2 separate regions of the Gossypium hirsutum genome follow, and region 2 is linked to region 1. A link is a contact called in public Hi-C data. All regions are on one chromosome and are shown on one strand. The core of a region is the stretch at or near the end of the contact, and the rest is flanking DNA. Distances in the headings are between cores, read along the strand shown. Region 1 holds the start of LOC107951532 (BTB/POZ and MATH domain-containing protein 6). Region 2 holds the start of LOC107951543.

Region 1 (6,940 bases), core at 1,111-3,610:
GTGTGTCTATAATTCTTTCAAAGATGATGATGGGTTTCTCTACATGTGTTACAGCACTGAGAAAACTTTTGGCTAAACTCTCCTCTGCATCTTTAATCTTCAATGTAAAACATTGGCAAATATATATACATATCTATGTATGTATTGTTGTAATTGTTTATAGCTCAATTCACCCTATTGATCTGTAAATGATGTAACTATATTTAACTAAAAAAATGTTTATATGACTTGTATTTGCATATTTATGTTTCCTTTTTTATGTAACATATTGGCACTGCACATTGTGTCTAGATATACCTTTTACTCGTGTCTAGATATGCATCGGTCACGAGTGTCTAATGCGAGCCCCGAGTTTAATTATAGCAAAACATTAGTTACAATGTATTGGAAACGGCGTGGACAGTCACCTCAGCTTCCACCATGCATATATCTTTCACTAGGCACCCACTACTTGCATGATAGAAATAAGCCAGAGAAACAAATTTTTCCCACCCACTTTCTTGGCTTGAGCTACTAAACCAGTGACTAACTGCAACAGAAATGAAAATATTATGCTTTTTAATGTACATTCGATTTTCATTTTTGTAAGGATGTTTAGTGAATGTTATTTACAGATGATTTGAGCTTTTTATACCTTTTCCAGCAATGTGCCTGCTCTGCTGTTGGTTCAGAATACGCAAGGTGAACTCTGCAAATATTTTAGAACCGTCCAAAAGTGTGGCAGAATCTGCCAAAGCCAAATACATCGATATATGAGTGCCTAATCCATGCCGTCTTCCTCTGGGAAAAAGATGTATTTTCCTGCATCATAAAGGTGAACAAAATCCCCTTGAAATTGCAATTAAAATCTTAGAATATCGTTACAGCATATCTCACAGTCACAGATAATATGAAGGTATCGTCCTCTTTGGGTGCTGTTGAAGAACCGGCACACCCTCAAGGTTTTGTCCTCATGTGATTGCTTTTCTTTAGTCATGGTTTTGCCTGTTCAAGCATCAAGAGACACCCTTAAGCTCTCTTTAGAGCCGAGAGAGACAAAACCTTGAAGGTGCTCCTGTTATCACCACGATATGCTCTAACAAATATCATAGAGGAGTAGGAGATAAAGTGGATATATACCATTTATGGTTGGCAGCAAAGAATTGTTGTGATTCCTTGTACTCTGAATCTAAATTGGAAAAGTTTTCGATCTTCCAAACATGCTTGGAACTTAAGGCATCCTTTATCATTGATAAGCATTCTCCTTTCCCTGAGGTCATTTCCTTGGTAACAAACACTTCAGCTCCAAACACACAACTGTCATCCAGTAGGTATCCATTGCCAACATCATTAAAACTTCTAATTGGTATCAACTGATCAAATCCCCACTGATGCATTGATCTATGAAACGGCCTTCCTTTTCCCGTGGCATCTAGGCATCAAAATCAGAGGTAAAAAATTCTCTTTTAAAGCATCTCCATTCCACCTATATATCTGAAGTAGTTGTTCATTGCAAATATCAATAAAAACAGTAATGTTGTTTGCAGGGAAATTATAATACCATGAACTACCAAGTAATTGTCCTTGGTCTGATCAAGCAGGAAAAACCGGAAAACAGCGTGGACTTCCGAATCAAGACGAATCAGAGAAGCAACATCTGCAAAAACCAAGTAGAGAGAAAGGTGCTCTTTTACATTTCTACTCTTGTTTCCATGTGGGTACAGCACCAGTTTCCTGTGACCATACACAAATTAAAAGAAGGCTAATTAAGCTAATAAACATACACGGTGTTGAAGAAATTAATGATACCATTTGTATCCACCAGCTTCAAACTCTCCAGATTCATACTTGTCTATGCCAGTCTTTGCAAGTAAAGAAAAGGACATGATCTTTAATATGTAATGTCTAGGTGCTGCTTCTGATATACATCTTCCAACTTCTGCAATGAGAACAAGCTTATAATTAGCTCATAAAAACACTAAACCAGGCATGCACAAAAGGATACCTACCTTCTAGGTTACTATAGACCAAGTTTGCCATGGCAACAAATTTTTGGACACAACTTTCTTTAGAAATATAGCTAATTTGCTATGTATCTGTATGTATATATGTAAAACAGAATCTCATCCTTAGCTTAGAGAGGAATGTTGTGATAAATCAACAAGCTGTTATTATTCTCAACTTGCTTAATGAAAGATGGAGTATCAAGCAATTGAAATTTATTTTCCAAAACCAAAGAAGCAATTAAAATTTGAAGTAAAAGCTTTTAGAGAATATACCATGACCATTGTTCCTTTATTTTACTTGCAGGTTCTGCAATCCATTGAAATGAGAGCAGGGAAAAAATGGTTGTTTGAAAATTCTTACGTGCATATATGTCTAATGACTTGCTTTTTTACAACTACAAGTTTAATACATACTCGATTTCATTTTAAATATCAATTTTTTATTTGAGCCAACAGGTGTTTGTTGTTCCCAGTCACATCCTTCACCCCCCCCCCCTTTCTACGGTTAATATAACAGGCATTCCATTTTGAACTACCGTTTGCTTTTATTTTCGGCTATTATGATGCTCCTCTTTGGGCTTTTTGGCTTTTGCCTCGTAAAAGGATCAGAAACCATTTATGGTATTGTTTGCTTACATGTTATTTCTCAAAATCCTTTAATTGATTCTATCTATGGGACTTTAATGCTCCTTCAAAACCTGAAGATTTAAGGGTTCAAAACCAACTTTAAGGGCTTACTTATTTAGTTTATAGGCTATAAGAAAGAGCTCACTTGTTTTCTCAACTTTTATTCCAATATCATTTTTATTTTATTTTGTCACGATCTAACTTGACCCGCAAAACATAAGTCTTGTCCTAAGAACATGAGCAAAAATTGTCTTCTTTGGGCACCTACAAGTTAAGCTAGATCAATTGTCATCCATTCTGTAGAGTGAATTTATTTATTTGTTGTGATTGAGTTAGAATATCTAAAAATACACTTAAATGTAGTTTGAATGTAACAAACTTCAAGAGACTTATGGGTACAAAAGAAAAAGACAATTCCAATTTATGTTCGCCGGGTCTGCTGACATATTCTGCCGACGTACATACATACATATAGCAGGTTATGCAACTAAACTTCAATGGTTATTGACACTGTGCTTTACAAGAACGAAATATTCATAGCATATATTTTATCCCTGTCTGTTTTTTTTTTCCCTATCATAAAAACATGGTGAAGCAAAAAAAGCCTGTTGTGATTCTCACAAGCACACGACCAAAATGTTAGTTCAAGACAATGAATAAAAAAGATTATTAATAATAATTATGATTAAATAACCCTTAATAAGTTCCTAATCGGGTGGATTAAAACAAACACACGTGTTGGTAAGAGAGAGATACATAGTACTTTGGTGTTTGATGATAAACATGGCTAAATCCCAACAAAAGAAAAAGCTCCACACGGTGTACCTGCGAGACAACCTGATTTATTTCACCAACTCCGAAACTGCCAACATTTTTTTGCAATAAAATCCATAACCCAAATCTCATTACAGTTCAACAAACATATATCATAAACCGAGTTGCAGAAAAAAAGAAGAAGATGACCTTGGGTACACCATCATCTCAAGCATACGGTGAGCCATGGTACTGGGATAACCGCTATGCCCATGAATCAGCTCCTTTTGATTGGTACCAAAAATACCCTGCCTTAGCATCTCTTATTCACCTTTATGTGCCTCACCGCCATGAACGTATTCTCGTTGTCGGCTGTGGCAACTCAGGTACCTACTCCTCTCCAAAATCAATGCATACCCTTTTTCAGATCTCTTAGTTTTATGTACCAAATCTCTATATTTTTTTTTGTTGTTGTAGTGTTTAGTGAAGACATGGTGAACGATGGTTACGAGGATGTTGTTAACGTTGATATATCTTCTGTGGTTATTGAAGCTATGCAAACCAAGTACTCTAATTGTCAGCAGCTAAAATGTATTCATAGCTTGAGTTCTTTATTCAAATCAAAATAAAATACGAGGAAATGATTTTTTTTTTGACAATTTTTTCTTTCTTTTTCTGTTTTTTGTAGATATTAAATTGGATGTACGAGATATGAGTCCTTTTCAAGCTGGTTCCTTTGCAGCAGTTATTGATAAAGGTGTTGGCTTTTTGTTTTTATTTCGTTAATTAAATTATTTTTGGCCTTAATCATTACTGATTTTCATTTGTAAAATGGTGAATTTTTTCAGGGACCCTTGATTCTATCTTGGTGAGTGTTTATGAATTTGTGGCTTATATATGTTCTTGTTGAGATCTGATTTGACAATAATAAGCTGATGCGAAACTTTTTTGTGCAGTGTGGGAATAATTCTAGACAGAATGCTACTCAAATGCTTGGGGAAGTCTGGAGGTATAATAATCATTAAAAGTAACTAGCTATGATAATTGGACTCGGGTGTTAGTGTCAGATATGGTTAGATATTTCCAAGTCTTTCCAAGGAACCTCCCATATCCATGTTTTGGATATGGTGCTTCGAGTCTGAGCAACATAGTTTATTAGACTTGCCTACATTAGAAATTTCTTTTTATGGGTTTTCTTGATCTGTTCACCATATATTGAAGCAGTTGATAACACACTATAGGGTCCTCAAGGATAAAGGAGTCTATATTCTGGTAACTTTACTCACCTTTTATTCCTTTTGCATAAAATATTTGTTCTGCTTGTGTGGCATGGATTTTGAGTTATTTGCATTTTCCCCCATTCAGATTGCAATCTCTCTGTATGTACAGTTATTTTTTTCCCTAACTGTTCTTGCAAGTGCTGCAGATTACATATGGAGCTCCGGTATATCGCCTTGGCTTGCTGAAAGAATCGTGCATGTGGAGCATAAAACTGCATGTGATAGGTTGATTGAATTCCCATTCTGGTTACTATGTTGTCAATACGTTATACTTTTCATTTTTTTATGTGGAATACTTTGTATGCTTGCCATAATCCTTTTGTTATGGGGTTAGGTGGTACTGACTTGTGACAGCTGAATGATCACATCTTGCCTAGAATTGATATAATGTCATTTGCAATCACTTGAATATTATAGAGCATGTAAAGTAATTACTTCAGATATATAACAGATGGCCTAGGTAGGCATCGGGTTTCTTATTGTAGGTAACCATCTCCCATCCCATAATCTTCACCTCTCTGCCTGAGGTTTGAACTTGAGACCCCAAATCGAGAATCTTGGGTGCTGACCATATACTGCTGAGTTGTCACAAGATGTAACGAGCTTATTAAGGAATGATGATGCTTAGACAAATAAAAGAAAATGCCGTAGAATTACTTAGTTGATCTGAACGAAAAGGAAGAGTGACTTTTGTATCTAGTTAACCATTAAGATGCATAAGATCGCATATTCCCTTATGCTTCCTATGAAATGAATGTTTTAGAAGAGTGCTGTGTTTATTTTCTCTCTTGACATAAGTAGAACAGCAAATATTTCTATTTATCTTACTTTACAGCATAAATCACTCCAGAATAAGAACCTGATTCGTGAGAGTAACTAGATTCTTGAAGCCTGTGAAACTAGTTTCATCCTCCATGTATAGTAGCCTGGCACGAATGACATAGTTTTAATCTAGCTCTTTATCATGCAGCGAAATTTGGAGCAGAGGGAAGTTCCGAACAGCCAACAAGGGCATTGACAGACCCAATTCTGTTGGATGAGAGTGGAAGCTCAGTGGAAGATGTACTTGGAAAAAACCCTGACGTCCATTACATCTATGTTTGTACCAAGGTTAGAAAATTTTCTACTCAACGTTTCTTTTGGGTATACTCCAACGGCTAAAACTCAGAACCGGTTTGGATGAAAAGTCTTGCTTTTAAGTGCATCTAGGAGTTGCTTGCCTTGTCTATGATGTGAAACTGTGAATCATTTGCTTTGATTTATAAAGGAACCCAAGACTAAGGACTGAAGCAAACAGCGATCAAAGAAGACGAGGATGTCGAACCTTTTGTGCAATTCTTTTTGCTGTACCTGATTGTAGCAGGCTTTAGTTTCTGTGTTGTTTGTGTCATGATACCATGAGCTATTCAGATTTAATCTGGCCGTAACATGTTAAAAAGCACTTTGTAATAACTGAACCAATTACAGCAGTTGTTTTTGTTATTATTGCTTTCAGGCATTGCCTATAATATTACCTGCTATACCCTTATCTAGGCCTTACATGTTGATATGATGCATGGCCTTTATTGTTGTTCTATAAATTAAGGTGACAAAGAGGGCAGATTATTTTCCTTGCAGCACTTACTAGCTCAATCAATATTCATGTTAGTAAAAGGACTCTTGAGGAAGAGATCTCTAGTTCGAACCAAATGAGATGCACCTTGAGGGTCTATAGGTGCTCAAAAAGGACAATTCTTATTATCGTGTTTGTTGCTCATTCAACTATGGATTAGTTCAATAATGATACCAAAACTGCAGCTTTGTGTTGAACTTGTTTATTTCTTCTCTTTATTTGTATGTCTTTAAACTAAAATGCAGCCTTGCAAGGCTTAATATTTTGAAGTATACTTATCTTCTATTTTGATACTTAAACTATCATCCCATCGCATTTTATTTCGAAAAGTTAATAGTGTCCAGTAATAATGTGCCATATGTGACGTTTTGCCTTACCCTATTGAAGGCCTTGTTGAGTGTTCACCTTGTCAAGACCAACTATTAAATGATAAACAAATCGCATGTAAAGTTGGTTAATCCATTATCATGGAGGTTGAATTAGTTTAACAAGATAACATGTGGCTTAGTAGCGCATACTAGTATACGTGTTCGTAGGAGTCCAAAACTCATCCCTCGAACATATAAAAAGATGGCACTTGTCTAAATAGGAGTGGCTCTCGACATTATTAATGTGAAGCTCACCCCTTTCTCTCTCCAACCTTCTAATTCCCTTTTTCCTTATCCCACTCCTTGATACACATC
Region 2 (6,929 bases), core at 3,155-5,654, 340 kb before region 1:
TGCTCCACACTAGATTTGAGCCGATATTTAATGTTCAAGTTAATGATGAGAAACTGATGAAAGGACCTGGTTGATAATGATGAGAAATTGATGAAAGGACCTAGTTAATATGATGATGATACTTTAATAATTTAATTAGAATGTTTTAAAATTTAGAAACCAAATTTAAAATTTAGATAATATTTTTAGGATATACAATAAAATTAACCCTAGATATTAATATTCCAAAACTGGATACTGGAAAGATAAAAATGGGCCGGACTAAAATAAAGCCCAAATGCCCCACCACTAAAACCCTAGAGCTACGAAAAACAAACAAACCCCTTTCCTCTGCTCAACTCAACTCTGTTCATCAAATCAAAAACCCTACCTTTTCTTTTAGTTACTAGGAAAGGGTGATCAGTTTTTTTTTTTTTCTCACATTGGCTTTTGCCCAATGCCTAAATATCAATGGTGGAGTCCCTTTACCTCTCCCTCTGCAACGGTGCAACCTTAATCTATAACTAGTAGTTAAGCGTGTCATTAGTTAGTGTTATCTTGGTGTGTTGAACTCGCAGGCATGGCGGCCTTATCAACCAGAGGCCTCGTTTCTCGTCTCCACCAGCAGTTCCTTTCCCTATCAAGGCCATCCGCAGCAGCCCCGACATCCCTCCCTTTTCATTCCTTAACTAGAAGATTATTCAGCTCTGATGCCTTGATGGATGGCTCCCAGATCCTCCATAAACCACCCGCCCGCATCATCCAGGCCACTCCAGCTATCATGACTCCCAACTCCAAGCGAACTGGGATCATTGCCGTTAAGTGTGGCATGACTGCTCTTTGGGACAAATGGGGTGCTAGGCTTCCCATTACCATCCTCTGGGTTGATGACAATATCGTCTCTCAGGTCAAGACTGTTGAAAAAGAAGGAATCTTTTCCCTTCAGGTATTCATTGTATTTTCTTTAGTTATACTGGTCAGCAACCGTCTATTAGGATGTTTAATCAAATCATGATTGAACAGTCACTCAAGCTCTGTGATTTGTGGTGTTGCTTAGATTGGTTGCGGCCACAAAAAGCCTAAACATTTGACAAAGCCTGAGGTGGGTCATTTCAGAGCTCAAGGTGTTCCCTTGAAGAGGAAATTGAAGGAGTTCCCCGTCACGGAAGATGCTCTTCTCCCTGTTGGTACATCACTTGGGGTGCGCCATTTTGTTCCAGGCCAATATGTAGATGTCAGTGGAACCTCTAGAGGGAAAGGTTTTCAGGTGATTTTAATTTATTATTCGATCAATTTTCCTTTTATGTTATGTTCTCATTGATGAATTCATTCTTTATGTGTCAACACCTAATGATTAATATATTCTGTACCAGTTGTTTTTAGCTCTAGCAGGTATTCCATCCTTGAACTATTTGCTTAGAGAGAGACTAGTAGAGCTAGCAAGTGTAGTTCAGATTCTTTGAAACCTATTTACAGTTGATTGTGCAGAAGTGCAAATTTTACTAGTGATACATGAATTGCTGGTGGATGATGGTCACATGTAAATCCAGTGATGTTAATTTAGGCATCAAGTATGTGCATGCCAAATGTTCTCATATTCTATTCTATCTAATTCTTGCACTTGAGTTGTTTGGTGGGGACACAGGCGATTTGTGGTTCATAGTTCCGATCCTTCTGGATGATGGAGTTAGTATTTGTTTCGGACTTGAACAATCAAATGTCTTATGTTTCTTTTACTTGCCCAGGGTGCAATGAAAAGGTGGGGATTTAAAGGAATGCCGGCATCTCATGGTGCATCATTATCGCATCGGAGTCCTGGTTCTACTGGTCAGAGGGATGCTCCTGGAAAGGTTTGTATAGCTAGTTTGGTTTGCAATGCCTTAAGGATATTCTGGAATACTTGATGTAATCTGCTTGTTCTTTGTTTCTTTTTTAATATACATATATAGCTAGGCCTTGGGATACAAAATAGGCAATAGCACCGTACTTGAGCCTCCAGGGTAAAAGTTCCAATACTGTTAAGACGCCTTCTTGGAGGCCTCTGAATTCTTTCTACTTTAGAATTTTTTTATCTTGCCTTATTTATACTTTATTGCATTGATGTGGTCGTATGATGAGATAGTTTTTATCTCGTAGATATTCAATTATATGCTGTTTTTCTATTTATACATGTCCTCTTTTTAATGGAAATATTCTAACTGGTAGATGTGCTTGTGGATACTTTTTTGCATATTATTTCCATTCAAGATGATAACTTCTTAAGCTTTAGTGAGACAAATATCTTGAATTCTAGCTGAGATTCTTGTTCATCTTAGAAATTGCTAGTAGAGCATCTTTTTAGGTGTTTAAGCATGATACCCAAGATATTTGGATAAGTAATTACTTCTTTATAGCTTAAGCTTCTTTATTTGTGAAGCTTCCTTCTGGACACATCATCCAGTCATGTTCATTTGATTGGTTCATTCTTGTAACAAGATTTGTTTTTCCCCTACACCTCTTACTATTTGAGCAGGCTTTTCAGTTATATTTCTCAATCAAACACTGAAGAAGTTATGTTTATCTGAATTAATAACTTTATTGTTGAAAACAAAATCATTAGGCCTATTACAGCTTTCCGTGCAGGATTCTTGTCTTACCCTTGTTGATATGATTGATTCAATCCAATAATTTGATTTTATTCTGCATAGTTATTTTTGTGTAGACTTTTTGCTGATGTTTTTGACTGATGTAATTAATTGAGGGGAAAAATGGTTTTGCAAACTCTGTAGTTGATTACTACTCAGTTCTAATTACCAAGCCATTGATGTTGTGGTTTTACTGCACTTTTGCATGGAGCCAGGTCAGGGCATTGATGCATTGTCGCATTGATGCATTGTCAACCTAATCTTCATTACAACTCTTGTATCCATTTGTTTATCAGTCTTTACCATATGGAATGCCCTTGAGTCATAATTGACGATCAATTATTGTTATGTAGGTATTTAAAGGGAAAAAGATGCCTGGGCGCATGGGTGGGAAGACGAGAACAGTAAAAAATGTGTGGGTATACAAGATAGATCCTGCAAGGAATTTGATGTGGGTGAGGGGTCAGGTATGGTTTTCTTATTTTAAGTGCTTAAGAATTTTGAATGGAAAAAATCAGGAGGCTATAGCCTTTGCACAACAGTTGCAAGCTTCCAAATCCGATGTTTGTCATAAAAATAAGGGACTAATCCCCTTCAAAGGATGGGAACAAATTACATTGCATCCGAAGTTCTTAACCATCTAATATGTTGTATTCTGTATAGTTTTTTATTGGCAGTATTGTTTAGGGAGTTGGTTATTGTTTACAGGTCCCAGGTGCTAAAGGGAACTTTGTCTTCATAAAGGATTCTGTTTACAAGAAACCTGATGTTTCAATGCTTCCGTTCCCGACTTATTTTGCAGCAGAAGATGAGGATGAAACAAATATAGGGCCTCTGGTTGCTGATCTTGGAGAGGTAGATCCGTTTATGGTAGCCGATTGACGTGGGGCGGAGTTTGAGTTGGTTGTCGGATGGCAGATTAAATTCCGGACCAGTTAACTTGCGGAATAGTAAGAAGTTGGTTTGTGTCCTAGTTATTTGGTTTCAGGAAGGAATGTAATATGAGATAATGGTTATAGAGATGAAGGTTGATGTATGAATTTTTGAAGCAAATTGAGCATTGATTTTTCTGTAACAGGAATGAGAGTTATTTTAAATAAATGAAAGGAAACCTGAAATTTTGCTTTTGCGAGTACAAACTTATAGGACATTAGATATAATAACTGTTGATAACATTTTTTTATATTTTTAAATGGTTATTAAACTTGAATTAAATAGTAATGCAATTTTTTGAACGCATTTAGGCTAACATTACATGCTATGAAAACTTTCGAGGAGTATGCAATAATATCAATAAATGAGACGAGCTCAAATGAACGAAGTTTTGTTGGTGTTTGTTTTTTTTATTTATTTAAAGTTACTCGTGTTTGTTTACAATTTTAATATTATGTTCAAACTCAATTTATTATTTGATATGTTTAGTCTAACTAAATATAAATGTAAAAATAAAGGGAAAATGCTATTTAAGTATTTTTCATAGGAAATATTATCTTCAAATAAGCGAGTCTATAAATGAGTTTATAAATAAACTAGTTGTTGAGCATAAATAGACTGTTGAAACTTATTCATTTAATAAATAACCTTATGTTCATTCACAGTTGAATCCATCTGCAGCTCATACCCGGTCTGCTCGTGATTATTATATAAGTGTCTTATTTACATGCCTGATGGCAAGGCCGTCGATAAGCCTTGTATTATAGTTGTTTAGACTAATGGGCCTCTATCCCATATTGGGCCTTTCTTTCCATTACCAAATTCTGAAGACATTATTATCCTAGTCACCTTAAGCAAAATCAAACCAAGTACCCAATTGCAGCATCTCTCTCTCTCTAATCTCCAATCTCTCCCCCCCCCCACCCTTCATCTCTGTATGATGTACTGTAGTGTGTACTGTGACAACACAATTAACTTGGGTCTTTTCCGACAGACAGACAGACAGGCAGACAACCAAATGAAAATCACTAATCTGCTTTGAGTCTTTTGACCACCCACACTCTAAACCCCTTCACTTTCCCTCTTCCTACATCCTAGCCTTGTCAAGGAACTTAGTGTTGGATATTATCCCCCACATTTGGGATTTTTCATTTTGCCTTCCGGGCATGAAGCGGGATCAGCTGTCCGAATGCGGGGGCTGCGGCGCCCCTGAGCGTTTCCTCCTCCACAACCTCCGCCACAGAGCCAGCTATCGACGCCTCTGCACCAACTGCGTCCTCAAGAACCACCAGGGCCTCTTCTGCCCCATTTGCCTCGAAGTTTTCAACGAGTCCCCTCCCCCTCACCAGCGCCTCATCTGCCTCAAATGCCCTTCCATTTCTCACCTCTCTTGCTCCTCCTCTTCCCTCTTGCCTACCTCCTTTACCTGTCCCCCTTGCTCCAACCCTAATTTCTCTTTCTTCAATCTCGCCCCTACTAAGAAACCCAAGTCAACGCCCGATCATCCTCCCGGATCTACCCACGACGGCGACGACGACAACAACAAGACGACGAACACGAGGGTTATTGACAAGGAAGCAGCTAAGGCACTTCTAGCTGCTGCTAAGATTGCTGCCGCCTCTATGACCAAAGCTGCCGCCGTTGCGAAAGTGGAGGCTGAGCGGAGGGTCAAAGAAGCTACTTTGGCAAAGAAGAGAGCCAAAGAGGCTCTCGAGAGACTCGCCTTGTTGGCCCGGAAGGATAGTGATAGACATAAGTCGTCCCTCGTAGGCATTCCCAAATCTAAACCTGATGCTGCCATTGCTGCTGCTGCTGACGCCAAAGCAAGCTCTTTATCCCTTCCATCTCCTATTCCCGACAAGGGAAACAATGGGTCGTATTCAGTTTCTGGTGCTAATGTACCCATTTCAATCCCCAAGTTGCAGCGTCAACAAAGCACTCATGGTATGCCTAATTGATCATTGGTGATTCCAACAATCTCAGTAAAGTGTTTGTTTTCGTTTGTTGGTATTTAGCCTTTCTGTTCATGGGAACCATATGTCAAATCTTTGTAGAGATGATTTAGGAGTTTTTCTGTATTCAGTAAGCTTTTTGTTTGCATTCAATTGTAGCTTTCTCTATTGCCCTGTATGTATTTTTCATTAAGCTCGTTGTTTCTGTTTATTTGCTTCACCTTTAGCCCTTCTTATGCCAAAACTAAAGCTCTCTGGACTTTCTGTTCTTACAAAATTACAAGAAAAAGAAGTGTCAAAATTGTCTTTAGATGCTTTGCACCCTTGATATGTCCTTTAATTAAATGAATCATGATGGCATACCCGGGATTATCTCTCACTTTAGAATGCTATTATGCTGTATTTTCAGGGGAGCAGGTTATGCTATTGCTTCCCATTATGTAAGTGCAGTCAGTCCTGGACTAAGTTGATCAGGACTTGAGCCTTCATTTTTAACTTATACAAAATCCTATATCTTTTTGAATATTATTGCGATTTTTTCTTTGTTGTCTTGCAAGCTTTGTTAGAAAGGCATCAATTTCTAGTAAAAAAGTTTGGTATTTTCCTTTTCAAAGGTTTGTTTTTGTTGCTTAATTCGTATATGATTACCTAAATCTACACTGCATTGAAGAACAGAAGCATTCAATTCTCCCACCCTATTCCTCCCATTTCTTTGTATCTATTAAATGTTATGTGGCGACAGTGAGTTGATTTTAGCAGTTATTGTTGAAGAAGAAAACAGTCGCTTTCTAAAGTGAGTGCTGATTCCATCGGATTGTATATTGCCTCAATGGATTAAAGGTTCTTTGGGGCTTTGGTTCTGTCTCTCTAATAAAATCTCAGATAACGGGCAAAGGTCACTCCTGCAGTAGGAGAGTACTACGGGTCAGGGACATGCTGAGTTTAAAAACTTTTATGGACTTATGGCATTAGGATGATTATGAGGGTCACTGTTTGCCGGATTTTGACTTACATACGGGAGCCTAGGTAGAGTGTTTGCTTTCCAAGGATACATGCATGGCAAGGTTCGAGACGGGAGATAGGCTTGAAGCTGATAAATGGTTTGGTTGCAGTACTTCAAAAAAGTGAGGGACCTCTCTCTAGTTAGGTTGGCAAATGCTTTGGAATTTGGGGATGTTGAGGAGAATGTGCATGATGCATTTGATGACTTCTTAGTATCTCTTTATTCTGCCATCAAAAGTGAAATTTACTTTGTATGGTTACTACAACTACAACATGGTTAAAGAACATGCTTATAACGTCAAGATGCGAAGCAAATGCAAATGTCTGAAAAGGTGACAAACAACGAATCAATGGCCTACCTGTGGCAATGGCAATGCCACCCCCATGTATTGACTGTAATGTCTGTTTATTTGGTTGGATTGAGGTAAACATTCAATCA

Evidence for each region. Hi-C and Micro-C count contacts between places; a contact is called where the count stands out from the background.
Region 2: a Hi-C map of leaf shows a contact between it and region 1, with 1.6 times the contacts expected there. The contact joins the promoter of LOC107951543 here to the promoter of LOC107951532 in region 1. A contact is called at or near these places in 3 of 34 Hi-C or Micro-C datasets (all in leaf).

The regions. Positions count from the first base shown.
Region 1 is chrA02:9,125,664-9,132,603 of Gossypium_hirsutum_v2.1, reverse strand. LOC107951532 (BTB/POZ and MATH domain-containing protein 6) reads right to left here and starts at 2,360. Exons shown (of 6, transcript XM_041090321.1): 1 at 2,259-2,360; 2 at 1,789-1,918; 3 at 1,541-1,713; 4 at 1,120-1,411; 5 at 635-801; 6 at 209-529. The coding sequence starts at 1,865. The coding sequence ends at 375. LOC107951533 (EEF1A lysine methyltransferase 4) reads left to right here and starts at 2,445. Exons shown (of 9, transcript XM_016886599.2): 1 at 2,445-3,751; 2 at 3,843-3,956; 3 at 4,054-4,122; 4 at 4,214-4,233; 5 at 4,322-4,374; 6 at 4,607-4,637; 7 at 4,792-4,870; 8 at 5,616-5,755; 9 at 5,913-6,127. The coding sequence starts at 3,571. The coding sequence ends at 5,933. It overlaps LOC121215575 (a long non-coding RNA gene), which reads left to right and starts at 655. Exons shown (of 4, transcript XR_005911491.1): 1 at 655-814; 2 at 896-1,430; 3 at 1,527-1,661; 4 at 1,889-2,168. It overlaps LOC107951534 (autophagy-related protein 8i), which reads left to right. Exons shown (of 7, transcript XM_041090343.1): 7 at 1-239. The coding sequence ends at 76.
Region 2 is chrA02:9,471,055-9,477,983 of Gossypium_hirsutum_v2.1, reverse strand. LOC107951543 reads left to right here and starts at 4,404. Exons shown (of 1, transcript XM_016886628.2): 1 at 4,404-5,798. The coding sequence starts at 4,703. The coding sequence ends at 5,494. It overlaps LOC107951544 (50S ribosomal protein L3-2, mitochondrial), which reads left to right and starts at 276. Exons shown (of 5, transcript XM_041090456.1): 1 at 276-925; 2 at 1,037-1,246; 3 at 1,725-1,829; 4 at 2,957-3,070; 5 at 3,312-3,730. The coding sequence starts at 560. The coding sequence ends at 3,485.